3 separate regions of the Anser cygnoides genome follow, and all the other regions are linked to region 2. The links are chromatin contacts, called in public Hi-C maps. All regions are on one chromosome and are shown on one strand. The core of a region is the stretch at or near the end of the contact, and the rest is flanking DNA. Distances in the headings are between cores, read along the strand shown. Region 1 holds the start of PPP1CC (protein phosphatase 1 catalytic subunit gamma). Region 2 holds the start of ALDH2 (aldehyde dehydrogenase 2 family member). Region 3 overlaps CUX2 (cut like homeobox 2).

Region 1 (4,434 bases), core at 101-2,600, 220 kb after region 2:
CACAGGACCAATTTCCCCTTTTGAATAATTTAGTTAAATCCAAGGGAATAACTCGCTCTGCAGAATTTGAAAGGATTTGCAAGAGAAAGAAAGCATTCGGCGCAAAAGAGCTGGGAGGCCGTTCCCGGGGAAGGTGCAGCACAAAAATAGATGTAAATCTGCAAGTGCTGTCACGTTGAAGTAAATCTGAAGTAACTCTATTGTCTTCAACGGGGTTACTTTGGGCTTACACCAGCGTGACTGAGATTAGCGTATCGGCTGGGGCGTGCTCATTACGATAAGCGTTGGCTCGGGGAAGTTGGGCGTTTCGAAGCTTCGTTTTGCAGCGCACAAAACCCCTGAGTTTCGGGTAGTGTCTGGCCATGTCCTCTTATCTCCTTCCTCCCGCCAGACCTAAGGTGTGCTGAGACGGCGACTCCTTCGTGTTATCGCCCTCGGGGACCTGAACTCTGCTCCGGCGCCGCCACGGCAGCCGGTTATGGATGTTATATAACTGTCACCATGAGGCATCCGGCATGCACGGTGGCAGCAATTGGCGCAGGGAGGGGAGAAGAGGTTGACGCAGCCATCCCTGCAAGTCAAAGCAGGAGGAAATAAAGCAATTAAACAATAGTCCATCAGAGATGCAACCCGAACAGGGGGAAGGGCCCGCACAGCCCATCTCCCTTGCAGATGCATTCCAGTTTACGAGAGGAGCCTCATTTAGTTGCTTGTAGCCAAGCCTTTGCTACACTCAGGACAAAATAATAACAGAAACGTGAAATAAAATGGCCAGACGCTCTTGAAGGAGCATGCCAATTTCTCTGGCCAGGCTCCCTATGAATTTCCAAGCGCTGTACGTGTGCACTTTGGAGTTGGACGGGGAGAGGCGTGTGTCTGAGGTTACACAGAGCTGTCGGCTGGTGCACCTGCCGGGGGAGATGCCAGCTGCCGGCGTGTTTTGGGTGACATTCATCCTATTTTAGGGCCGGGGAGCGGCTGGCCCGTGGTAGGCACCTGCACCCCTCATGGGTCACGGGCACGTGGCGCCATGAGGCGGCAGCCCTGACGGGAGACACACCCCAACCTCCCTCCACCGGGACACACAGAACGGCCTGCAGCTCCCCACCACGGCCCGGTTCCCACAGACCGAGGCCGGGCCGGTCACGGCAGCCCCCACAGCACCGGGAACGGGCTGCAGCCCCGCACTATTTCCCCGCCCGCCGGCGGAAGGATCCGCCGAGGGCGGGCTCGGAGCCGCAGTGCGCGCCCCGCCTCCGCCGCGCTCTTCCCGCCCGGCCTATAAAGGGCTTCCGGTGAGCCGCCGCGCGCTCGCCGTATCCGTGCGCCGGCCGAGCCCGCTGAGGGGACGGCGGCCATTTTGTGGGGCGCCGGGGCTCTGCCGAGGGGGGAGGCGGCGGCGGCGGCGGGGGGGGCTCGGAGCCGAGAGGGGAGAAGAAGGCGGGGGAGCGGGCAGAGACCGGCGGCACGGGGCGAGCGGAGGAGCCGGGCCCTGCCGAGCGGCGAGCGGAGGGAGGGGAGCGGCGGGGAGGGGTCCGCCGGGCCGCTGCGAGGCGATGGCGGATATAGACAAGCTCAACATCGACAGCATCATCCAACGGCTGCTGGAGGGTGAGGGGCGGCGGCGGCGGCGGGGGGGGGACAGGAGGTGGGGGGCGGCCGGCACCGGGCCCCCGAGCCCGCCCGGCAGCGGCCTCCGGCGGGGCCCCCCTCGGTCCCCCGCTCGGCCACGACCGCGGTTTTGGGGGGGGGGGCAAAATTGGGGGGCGAGGGGCTCTGAGGCCTCCCGGGGGTCCCCACGGGTCCTGGAGCTCCGCTGCCCCCGGCCCCCGAGCATCGCGGGGTCCTGCCGGCCTCCCCTTTCAGCTGGCGGGGGGCTGCTCCTTATCGTCGTGGGGGAGCGTTTCAGGATGCTCCTGGCCTTTCTTTCTGTTTTTTTTTTTTTTCCCCCCCATTTTTCGCTTGCACGCACGTGGGGGCTGCGCTTGGCTGGGCAGTCGTGGGGCTCTGGAAGTCGGAGCTGGGGAGTTTAAAGAGCCTGTCGGGGCAGCTCCTCAGAAAGTCTGCAGGGGAATTCCACGGGCTTTAGGACGCCGTGGCTTTAGCATTGATTAGCTCCTGCGTTAATACTACCATTGGGCTCTGAGTTTGTAACATATGGTAGCTTCCTTTGGTCTCAATTGAGGGTTGGGTTATGCTGTTGCAGACAGTACGTGGAAGGGCTTATTGTCTTGTTAGCACCTAGGGTTGAAAAAGATTGCATGGAAGCCCCTAAATCAAAGGGAAACCTACAAGTTCCAGGGGGTGTCTTCAGCATCTTCCTTTTGGTTGCAGGGGTCAGCACCAGGCTGCAGTTGTCATCTGATCCGTGTTGGAAGTAGCTGGTGACACATTTTCTTAAGGCATCAAGGAAGGAATTATTTAGGGAAGGGAGCTAGCCTGATCCAGCCGAATTTCATGTGTGTTGGGGCAGGCATCTCTTAAGCACTTGAAGAGGTTGATCAGGGGTTTAACGTTATTTCCATTTGGCACAAAGTCATCTAAGATGATGTTGAAGCAAACAGTAAGGAAATGTCTTTCAGCTATGTTACACTTTTTCCTTCTTATAAAATTTTGCTCGGTGTAATGGCCTGGATAGCAAAAGGACAGGCAGAGGGACAGTAGTGCTACCACAGAAATTACTCGGAATTAAAAATCCAATAGGTGTATTATGGGATTACTGAGCTAGAATAAGTAAAAGTAAGTAGGGCTTTTTCTCTGATCCGTTTTGGTTTGCCTGTTACCAATTTAAACTACCCTGGCTTAAATTATTTAAAGGCTTCCCTTCATAAATTTAGACCAGGATTTTCCTGAAACTCTAGTAGCACACTTTGTAGGTGTCAGGTCCTATATGTCATATGTCTGGTGCCTTATTAATACATGCTCAGTTTTACTGCAGATAATACATTTCGTACCTGATTAGATCTAGTGCAACTCATGCGGTTTTCTCAGCGTAAGTCGCTAATATTAAAGACATGGCACAATGTAAGCATGGAAAGAAATCCGAGTGATTTTGAATGATGATTCTTGTTTAAAGTTTCAGAAAGTAATAAGAGGTACAATGTTGATATGTTATGGTCTTACCCGGCTTATAGCAGTATTACACGTTTGGAGGAGATGGGAGCTCGTAAATCAGGCTTCAGAAGGCTTACTGACAAGATCTTTTAAGAGATGGTCATGTAGCTAAAGATGCTATTACTTCAGGTTGCATCAGCTGCCAGAGCTGAAATTAATTTTTTATTGACATTTCAGCAGGGATTTCAGATTTCTTGAGGCAATGATCGTCTTTCAGTTTTTAAAATGATTACCTATGTTAGTAGCCTGTGCTAGGGTGTATTTTGTGTATTGCTTATTAAGTGTCCATTTTAAACTTCTTTCTCAGACAGTGATGATTGACCTTTGTGGTAGTCTTTTTACTTTTTTTTTCCCCAGAAAGGGCAAAGCAATGCTGCATTTTTGCAAGCGCTGCATTTTGCATGGAGTGATGAATTGTGTGAATTACCGTGCAGGCACCGTTCTCTGGTGCTTTAAAATTTGACTCATCCTTTCCCTGGCATTATTAAGGTGCAGGTAGGTAGGTGACAAGACTGAACTTCTGAAGTGCGGATCTGCATGGTATTAAACTGGGGGGCAGAATCCGAAGTGTGAGGTTTCCCATCCGATTTGGAACAAGCAAAGAAATTTAAGATGCATTTCTGCATTATGTGGCATTGTTTTCAGTGCAGTGCTGGTAGAACAACTGCAGGATGTTAGTTATATGAAGCCTGAAGCGTCTGTACCAGAATTGTTTCAAGTGATAACCTTTTCAGGCAAGGTTGCACACAGATTATAATCATAGTCAAGCATTACAACACAGCACAATCTGCTTTAATATCAGTTTAATAACAAACTGAATTGCCCAAATCTTTGTGCAAGTTTTAATTTTCAGAGCAATTTGATATTTTATTATAAACATCTTTAAAATGTATACTTATTTTTATAACAGCTAATTTTAGGTGATTCATCTAATATAATGCAAAGGATATAAACTGGTACTATGGCTTTATGCCTTCTTCCCCTTTAAAGGATAAAAAAAGGTATTATGGAGATAGTTTTAAATATATTCTCACACTAATTTATTTCAAATTTAATAAACTGTGTTTTATATTAGCCTTAGCATTGCACTGTCAGAGGAGACCAAGTGAGCTGTGCTGGTAGTGGATCTAGTCTAATGGTCAAGGTGAAGTTGTGAAATGGTAAATAAGTTGTTCTCCCTTTTGTTCTTAATACAGGGTATCAGTAAAGTAATTGTGATTGAGTTGTACTTGCTTTCTGTCTTGACATCTTTTATGACAACTGAGGTAATGGCTCTGATCAAATTACGTTATTCGTACTGTTTCCCTCAAGGAGTTGATG
Region 2 (4,835 bases), core at 1,169-3,668:
GGAATACCACACGTACGGATTTAGATTTGATTCTCAGTTTGCTCCTCGTGTCAGTTCTGCATGTTGGCTTTTTAACTTTCAGGTTCCCAGGCAGCTCAGAGTTAGCTGTGGCTGACGCCCTCACCACACCGATGGGCTCCCACCACCCGCCTCTGCCCCGGCCGAGGGACCACGGAGCGCGATACGCACCGCCAGGTAAGCCCGGTCCCTCTCAATCAGGTCAGCTAGGCGATTCAGCAGCTTCCCGCGGTGAGACGCGTCCATCCTCCTCCAAGGCGAGCCCAGCTGGAAAGCTGCCCTGGCTGCCTTAACAGCCTTGTCCACATCGGCCTGCAGAGGAGTCCAAGCAAGGGGGGTGAGAAGGGAGCAACCAGCCCCGGCCTCCCTCTCACAACGCAGCTGATGCCCTCCCTGGGCTCCAGGAGGAAACACCACCTGTGCCTCTTATTTCAGCTATGTGGACTGCAAATATTGACACTATTTCTGCAATATCATCTGCTGGGTTAATCTTTGCATCCTAGAACAAGGCAAGGAAAGAGCTTTAGAAGTCTGCTTTGACACTCTTTCAGGATTTGATTTCACTAGCACATTCTAAAGCACTTTTTTCCTTGATCAAGTATCTCTAATCCCTCATTTTGTCCAGTCGGGACATTAATTTGCTTTTAGTTGTTTTTTCTGTTCTGCCTTGCTGTAATGGTCTCGCCAAGACAAGCCACTGCGCCACGGACAAGCAAACAACAAAGGGTTCCCTCGCTCACCCCTCCCCTGGGGAATACAGGCGAGTTTCCAGACTGGAGGATGAGCCCCAAATTGCTGGGAAACAAAACCTTGCTGTGCCACAGACTCCTAGGAGGGCCTTTCATAAAGCACAGGGCAATTATATGGCTGCTCCCTCCTTTTTCTTTTTTTTTTTTTTTTTACTTCCCTGGGCTGGGGACGGTCTCCCACTACACGTGCACAGCACGTGGAGGCCGTTCAGGCAACCCTGGCCTTCTGTTTCCACTCCTGCCATGACTCTGGGTCACGCTCCCACCACAGCAGGGGTCTCAGCGTTCATCCCCTCCTGGCCCAGCAGCTTCCACCCACGGCTGCTCCTCCCAGCACAGGCTCCACTCCACACCACGTCTGTTCCTCCCCACCCTTTCCAGTCCCAGCTTGCCGCTGGGAAGAGGCAAAGCCGGGGGGTTTTGTGAGAGCAGTGCTCGGGCAGGACAGCAGCAGCACTGGACGCAGCATTGGTGCAGGTCAGCCGCTCCGCAATCCCTGCGTGCTGCAAACAAACAGATCTCAGAGGGAATATTTACCTTATCGCCCTCGGCAACCTGGCAGATAACTTCTCCTGTCGCTGGGTTGATAGTTGGGAAGGTTTTTTTACTGACCGCATCGTGCCACTCGTTGTTTATGAAAATCTGCAAGGAAGAAAGCGAAGCAGTGTCACGCCTCGGAGCCAGACCTAGGAGGAATCGCTACGAGCTGTATTTGTTTGCTGGCTGCTTAGCAGGCTGTTTAATTCCAGGGACTCAGCTTGCGGGGGGCTCCAAAACCACGCGGATCTGAAGGCGATTTTCTGGCCTAGGCAGCCCAGCAGCCGCCAGCCGACAAAAAGGAGCCGCACCGCGGCGGCTCCCCTCTCACCTGGTCCTTCCGAAGCCCCGGGGAGCCTCGGGAGAGGGGGGAAAACGCCCCGGGCGCCGGCGCCGCGCCCCGTTTCACCCGCGGGGCTGGGGCTGCATCGCCCCGGCAGCGGGTGTCGGGCAGCCCGGCGGCCTGCGGGGACCTGCGGGCACGGCCGGGGCCGGGGCAGCGGGGCCGGGGCAGCGGGGCCGGGGCAGCGGGGCCGGGGCAGCGGGGCCGGGGCAGCGGGGCCGGCCCGGGGCGGGTCCCGCTCTCGCCGAGCTCCAGGCCACGGCCGCGGGGAAGGAGCGCCCGGCCCGCGTCGCGACAGCCGCCCGTGTCGGATCACCCACCCATATCGGGACACACACCCACCCACCCGCGTCGGGACGCCGGCCCAGCCATGTCGGGACACCCGCCTACGTCGGGACAGCCCCCAGCCGTGTCGGGACACCCACCCAGCCATACCGGGACACCCGCCTGCGTCGTGACAGCCTCCCGCGTCGGGACACCCCCCACCCATACCGTGACACCCCGAGCCGCGTCGGGACAGCCCCCCCGCTTATCCCCCCGGCCATCTCGCCCCGCGCAGCCCTTGCCGCCGCCCCCCCCCGGGGCCGGCCCTACCTTCTTGTAGGCGATGTCGGGGCGCGGGTTGGGAGCGGGGATGGGCGAGGCGGCGGCGGCGGCGGCCGAGAGCGGAGCCCCGGGGCGGGCCGGGCCCCGGCAGAGCCGGGGGGAGCGCAGCGCCAGCCGCAGCATCGCCGCACCGACAGCACGGCGCCGCCACCCGCGCCACGCCCCCCCCGCCGCGCCACGCCCCTTTTCGCGTGGCCACGCCCCCTTTCCGCGTGGCCACGCCCCCCGCGCGGCTTAGCGCCACGCCCCCGCCATTCATCACCGCGCTCCCTTCCATTCATAACCACGCCCCCGCCGCTCGTGACCACGCCCCCGCCGCTCATCGCCACGCCCCCCTCCATTCATAACCACGCCCCCCGCCTCGCTTCGCCCCGCCCACCCGCGTGCCCGCACGGGCAGCCCGAGGCTGGCAGCGCCGCTGCTGCCCCGAGGTTGTGCCGGCCCCGAGCCCGTTCCCCCCGGGGGCTCAGCGCCTCCGACCCGGCCCCGTTCGTGGCGTTCGCCCCGCGGGCACCGAGGGGACGCCCCCCGGGGAGCCCCAGCCTCCGAGGCTCAGCCCGGGATCCCGCTTGCCAGCGGGACGAGGCGGCCGGAGGCGCCAAGGCGGCTGCAGGCTCCCGGAGTCCCCCCTCCTTCGGGGCCGAACGCCTGCGGGAGGTCGGGTTTCATCCTGCGGCTCCAGAAGGCGCAGCTCAGGTTACAGGGCTCCCCGGCAGCCCCACGGTCCCGGCGCTGAGCAGCCAGCACGGCCGTCCCGGGGCCCTCCCGCAGCACCCCTCGTTCCCCTGGCAGCAGGGGCGCTGAGATAACGAGGTTTTGCGGGCCTGGGCTGCGAGAGCGCTCCTGTGCCGGAGGAGCCAGCGCCAGGCGTCGCCACCCACATCACTGCAAGGACCCCGCCGCATCCCACCATCCCCAGCGGAGTTTCCAGTGGGAGCAAAACGGGCGGAGGATACCGAAGAGACGACCTTGTTAAGCCGGTGAATGCCAAGAATTACGCCCAGCACTTCAATATTGAATTAATACCAGAGAACACGTGAAGAGCCCAGGAATCACCACGATCACAAGCCCCCAGTCCTCCCTGCTGCTGCTCCGTGTGGGGCACTGGAAGCCCCCCGCTGATCTGCATCGCCCCAGGGAAACCCAGAGAGACCCACTGCAGCCCCGGGGCCGTGGAGTCCTCCCAGTTCCTCCCAGTTCCTCCCAGTTCCAGGGGCCTCAGCTCCAGGGACTCCCCAGAAGCCAGAGTCCTCCAGGACCTGACCCAGTTCCCCCACCACGGGAGTCCCAGCACCCACGGGGTGCTGGGGATGTGCTGAAGGCGAGAGGCTCTGCTCCATCTCCTTCATTCCCAAACCCGGCCCGGCTCTCCCCGCTGCAAGGCTCGTGCCTGCAGCCTCATGACCCAGGGATGGAATTTGCCCCACAGCTATTGATCCAGATGACAGCAAACACCACGGAAATTCAAAAGCTCGCAGGCTGCAGATACCGTGACCCCTCCCACGCCAGAGGGGCTGGTTTAGCCTCACACCCAAGGCTCCCCAGCGCCGTCTCAGCTCCGGTTTGCAGCCTGCTGTCCTGTGAGGCACGCGGGACCTTCGGCCAGATCTTTGTGGGACCTTCAGCTGGGCGTGGGGCTCAGGCCTGGGCTGGGGTCTGCACGGCTGCGATGTTCTGCTCCAGAGACCTGTGTGAGAGCGAGATCCACGCCCACGCGGGGCAAGTAAGGGACTGCAGGGCCAGGGAAGCCCGACAGCAAATGCCTCAGCTCCTTCCGAACGCCCAGGATCCCAGAGCAAACAGGACAAATCTCCCCTTGGGCTCTTTGGCCCCGGGCTGCAATGCCTGTGTGACATTCCCGGTGCGCTCCTCCCGGCCCCAAAAGGCAGGTGTCCCCCCCCGCTGCTTTATCTGGGCCACAGGAGGATGAGCTGTGAGGTGTACGTGCCTGCTCACCCGGCTAGCCTGATCCGCGGCCTGCCCAGTCAGCATCGGAGACACCGCTTTGGCTCTGGCACTCTGCCTGCTGGAAGAAGACGAGACACATTGCGTCCTTCTCCGTCCTCCCCTGGCCCTTCCCCGGCCGTGACAGTGCGGCCGCGGGCCCACTGCCTCGGCCGGAGGCACTCGTGTTTGCTCAGAGAGAGGCTGAGCTCTGCTGTGCTCCCCTCGAGAAGCTCTCCCCGGGGAACTGGGGGCATGGGCAGCCTCTGGGACCCGAGCGCTCCCGTGCAGGGCATGGCAGGATCAGCCCAGGCGCTGCCTCGTTCAGCCGAATTCCATCTCGCAGGGACAAACCCTGCCCCCGCAGCGCCAGCTGGCCCTTTCCCTTGGCTCTTGCCCAGCCTGGGAGCGCTGCGACAGCCCTCGGCCGGGCCTGCTCAGCCGTTTAAGGCCCCGCTGCCGTTATCTTTCCTCTGCAGGCAGCAGGACCCCACCCCTGGCCTCCTCCCCCCAGCTTTACGACGTGCTTCCACAGCTGAGGGCGCAGGGGCGATGCCAAGGGAAGAAGCGGTGCGATGGACGGGGAGAAGGCAGGGACCGGAGGGATGAGGGGGCTCTGCTCCCCCAGGCCAGGAACG
Region 3 (4,445 bases), core at 642-3,141, 170 kb after region 2:
CCAACATAGAGAGACAACGTCCATGCAGAGGAGGGGGAAGAGGAGGAGGTGCAGAAACCTGATTATTTGCCGTAACCTGCTAATTTTGGTGTGTCACGTAAATTCTCTTCAGCTGCTCATGCGGCGTTTGCTTATGAAGCTGGCGCTCAGACAGGTGCTCTGGCTTTTAGTTGGACACACTCGGCCCAAATTCACCTGCCGCCAGCCTGCCTAATGCCAACGTAGCTACACCAGGGAGGAATTTGATCCATTTTTACTCAAATTGGGAAAGAAATGGCCCCACGCAGCCCCGGCACCTCCCGCGGCTCCCCCCACGCTGCGCGTCTTCTTTCACCGAGAATGCCACAGCCGTGAAAAACAGGATTCATTTCCTCCAGAAAAAGGCATTTCTGAAGATGTCCTCGCTTGAAATACTGGGAAAACCAATTCTGAACACCTCCCAGAAGAAAACATTCTTTTTTTATCATTATTTTTTTTAGTTTAGCAGCTCATGTTTATCGTTCCTGCCATTAGTATTACGCCTACATTATTTCGCTCCACGGCACGAGGACTACTTTATAACATGACATAATAGCTTAACTATTCAATTATTGCATATTTTCTTATTTTTAAAATCGTTAAGAGCAGCTGCTACTTAGTCCTGATTGAAACCCCTTATCTCCTTCCCCAGATCAAAGGGGTGGCTGCTTGTGGTAATGGAAACGGTTTGACACCTCGATCAAAGCCTCTGCTGTTTGTGCTGTCGGAAAAGTGTTTGACACTTGTGTCAAAGCGTCAAACTATTTCATTACAGCGCCAACCGGAGACACTTTGACTACGGGAGATAAGATGTTTCAATCAATCAGCATCCACAAATGGCCTCCCCCTATGATTAAAAAAAATAAAATAATAAGGTGGTTCTAGCTAGAGTTTGCAACGCGGCCGCGGGGCGTTGTAGCTGCTGGTGCGCAACGGAGCACTGCAGTAAAGAGGAATGGCACAAAAACAAATGCGAAAGCCAAGAAAACAGAATTTGAAACGAAAATCCCAAAAGTTTAATAAAAAAATAAAAACATGCCATTTTTTGGAAGCGCTGAGACATCCCACCTGTACGAACCCAGAGCAGCAGCCGGGTGCTGCCGGGGCTCCCAGCAGAGCCGCTGGGGCGAGGACGCAGGGACCCAGCCCTGCCATCGCCACCACGTCCAGGGGAGGTGGCACCGACATGCCCACGGAGCAAAAAGATTTGCAAAATTTAGCTAGAAAGGAAGATCTCCAATGTCATCACCTCCATCTGCCCTGACAAACCCATGTAGTGGCTGCTGGGGGTCAAAGATGGGAAGGTGACGTGGGACCAGGGACGGTGACGTGGGACCAGGGACGGTGACGTGGGACCAGGGATGGGGACATAGGACCAGGAATGCCTGGAGGCAGCACTGGTGTCCCCACGCTGTGCTCTCCCACCAGTCCCACCCGTGTCAATGCTGCCACCCTAATGCCACCAGGGCCACCGGCTCCGAGCCTGGCTGTGAGTTATCCACTGAGCGAGCGCTGCTCGTTTAACCGTTTAATTGCGTAGCGGCCTCCGGCACATTCACTGCTGATTTTCCCAAACTCACTGGCTAGCACCCAAAATGAACCGTATTCCTCAGGCTCGACCATTTGGGACTTTGACGAGGAGGAGGAAAGTGGCACAGTGGGGTCTGGCTGGGGCAGGAGAGCTGCATGTGGGGATGGGGATAGGAACGGGGTCGGGGTCGGGGATGGGGACGGGGACGGGGACAGCTCCTGCCCCAGTCTCTGGGGTGCGGCTGCAGAGCCTCTGCGCTCTCCTCCCTGCAAACTCCCCCTGCAAAATTGGTTTTTAGCAAAGCCACTTATCACCTTAACCATCTATCGATCCCCTGACTCCCGGCCAACGCTCCCAGGATCCGATAGAGGAAAGGCAGAAAAACACGGCTGCGAGGGAGCGCTCCTGGGCAGCTCCGCTCCGGCTGCCCCTCGCCTGGGGGAACCCTGCCTGCAGCTGGGCTGGGGGACACGAGCAGGCGAGGACTGGCACAGATGACCCATCTCGCTGCCACCTGGGCCCCTGGGCCAAATCCTGCCCTCTGAGGCGGCTGCAGGCGGTCAATAAATCGATGGGAAGCTCGGGCGGGCAGCCAGAGCGAGTGTGTGCCCGATCCGACGGCACCCTGCGCCACTCCGGCTGCTGCTCAACCCCAAATTTCACAGCAAACAAAACAGAAGGCAGGAAAGCCAAAGGAAACCGTTTATGCTTTTGCCAGGAAAATGGAAAAGAGCGCAAGGAGGAAGCTGGAGGATTATCCGTGGGGACCTCTGCTGATGGAAACACGAGGGTTTGGAGAGCTCAAGGTAAAAATCCTGAGTCGCATTGGGTCCTACCCACCTCGAGCTCTGGAAGCTCGGGAGGTTGGTTTCGAACCAGCAGATATGCACATCATTCACTCGGCTCTTCTTTTTAAGATAGATTTGTTGCCTGGATTTTAGAGCTGCTCCCCAGACACGTTCTCACCCCCAGCCCCATGGGGCTGTGGCAGAGGCGATGCAGCGCGGGGAGCCCGGGGAGCTCCCGCGGGACGATCGCAACAGAGAATAAAAACTAAAATCACCCGAGCCCCATTCTGCAGGAAAACAGCCCTACCTCCGGCACACTGCCTAACCCCAAGCAGTGCAGCCAAGAAAGTCACAAGGTCTTTGAAAAAGAGCCTTCCTTCTTCCCCTGGGTGACAGCCACGCAGCAGAGGAGACGGAGCCGCCGGGTCACGCTCGAGCACCAGGAGCAAGCCCAGCCCAGCCGGGATGCGGCCACCACCGAGCCGAGGATGTCCGAGCACCCCAAAATGTCATGGGGGGGTCTCAGAGACACCTTCCTTCATCTGCTGGGGACAGGACATGCCATGGGAAGACACAGCAGTGAAGGCGAGGAGCACGCTGCAGAGCGCAGCCCCCGGCCCCGCACGCTTCCCAGCAGCATCGATCTCCCCGCGGTAGCAGCCAGTATAATTTTGCTTGGCTTCAAATACCTGGCGATCACGAATTCTTTGGCCACAAGGTTATAAAGCATTCTCTAAAACATGAGAAAAAGATTAAGCCTGCTTATAGTTAATAATATACTGTATACTGTCTATCAAGCTGGCTGTTTGCTATTGAGAGCCTACTATTAGACACTTATTTAAAAGGCCTTTCAAGGCTTCCGAAGAAAGTGCAGTTATGCATTTTTTTTTTTTTTCTGGCAAGAACTACTATAGATAAACATCAATTCGCTCCTGCAGATCACAGTCGCAGTAAATAAATTTTTCAGGAAGCTAAGTTCCATACAAAGACTTCTCAAAGCTCCCATTTCACACAACATCAATGTTTGGCCTCTGAGAAATAAAAGCTCTGAGGTTGCTTTATCCAAAGCTAAATTATCAATTGTAGCTGCTTTAAAAAAAAAAAAATAAAAAAATAGGGTATTGCAATGAGAAACCAGCGTGGGGACGGCAAGGAAACAACACCATTTGTAGACAGCGTGGCCGTTCAGAGACAAAATGGGGAAAGACAGAGATTTTGCTGGCAATTGATCGGGTCTTTTGCCTCCGCAAAGGCTTCAGCAGCCCAAAACTTTTGGGTGAACGGCGCTGCGGCCGTGCAGCGGGCGGCATTACCGGCTGGCGTGCCAACAACCAGCTCCGGGCAGGCTCAGCAGCCAGCACTCGTGCTATTTTCTTTTATGGCTTTTTCAAGTAGCGGGCTGGGATTATCCATTACGGAGTATTTGTCACCAAAAAACCCCACGCCGGCTGTAACGCTAAAAGCGGCGGCTCCTTGGCTTGCAGCCGAGCGGGAAGGACGTGCAGCCCAAAGGGGACCCCCCGGTGCCTCTCCAAGCAGCTCGCCCTTGCAGAGGGCAGAGGAGGGGGCCGTGGCACCCCGCATCCCACATCCCACATCCCACATCCCATCCCGTATCCCACGGTGGTTCTGCAGCTGCGGCTGTGCCGCACAAGCCTTGTAGCAGCCCCGGGACCTGCTGGCGCTGTCGGAGCCAGAAGCGTGCTAAGGCTCAGGACGCTCCATCTGCTCCGTGTTGGAAGGGATGCTGGGCTCTGTTATTCTGTAATTATTAGCCAAAAATAAGGGACGAATGCAGAAACCCTTCCAGGCGGAGGTAATGCACGCTGGTAGGAAAGGATGGGTAAGGAAAAGATGCCTTCTGCCACAATGCGACCTGCGTGTCCCCCGAGGCTGTGCCTAACACACCCGAATACCCCAAGCTGTAGGAGCCTCGTCCCTGGAAGAATGGCTTAAAACTCCCAGGGGAAGGAGGACAAGATTACGTGCTGGTCTCGGTGATTCCAGCTGAAATTAGTGCAGCCTGCTCCTGACACAAGAGGTTGTACCGGCCAGCCTCGGGACTGCCACCAGCACGGCTTCGCAGACCCAAATTAACCCGGCGCTGC

Evidence for each region. A called contact is a pair of places that touch in the nucleus more often than the background predicts.
Region 1: a Hi-C map of liver shows a contact between it and region 2, with 1.7 times the contacts expected there. The contact joins the promoter of PPP1CC here to the promoter of ALDH2 in region 2. A contact is called at or near these places in 2 of 7 Hi-C or Micro-C datasets (both in liver).
Region 3: a contact with region 2 is called in a Hi-C map of liver, with 8 times the contacts expected there. The contact joins the enhancer-like site here to the promoter of ALDH2 in region 2. A contact is called at or near these places in 2 of 7 Hi-C or Micro-C datasets (both in liver).

Annotation. Positions count from the first base shown.
Region 1 is chr17:2,514,947-2,519,380 of Taihu_goose_T2T_genome, forward strand. PPP1CC (protein phosphatase 1 catalytic subunit gamma) reads left to right here and starts at 1,351. Exons shown (of 7, transcript XM_048073788.2): 1 at 1,351-1,611. The coding sequence starts at 1,557.
Region 2 is chr17:2,298,665-2,303,499 of Taihu_goose_T2T_genome, forward strand. ALDH2 (aldehyde dehydrogenase 2 family member) reads right to left here and starts at 2,419. Exons shown (of 13, transcript XM_048073999.2): 1 at 2,242-2,419; 2 at 1,305-1,409; 3 at 190-330. The coding sequence starts at 2,376. ACAD10 (acyl-CoA dehydrogenase family member 10) reads right to left here. Exons shown (of 14, transcript XM_066979354.1): 14 at 3,248-3,940. The coding sequence ends at 3,875.
Region 3 is chr17:2,467,165-2,471,609 of Taihu_goose_T2T_genome, forward strand. All of the region lies in intron 2 of CUX2 (cut like homeobox 2), which reads right to left. Among named protein-coding and RNA genes, the nearest start is that of CUX2, 14 kb to the right of the region's middle. Within about 2 kb of position 1,892, at least 2 of the 3 cell types and tissues checked have open chromatin away from gene starts, as enhancers often do. A contact at or near this core is called in liver, where this site is marked.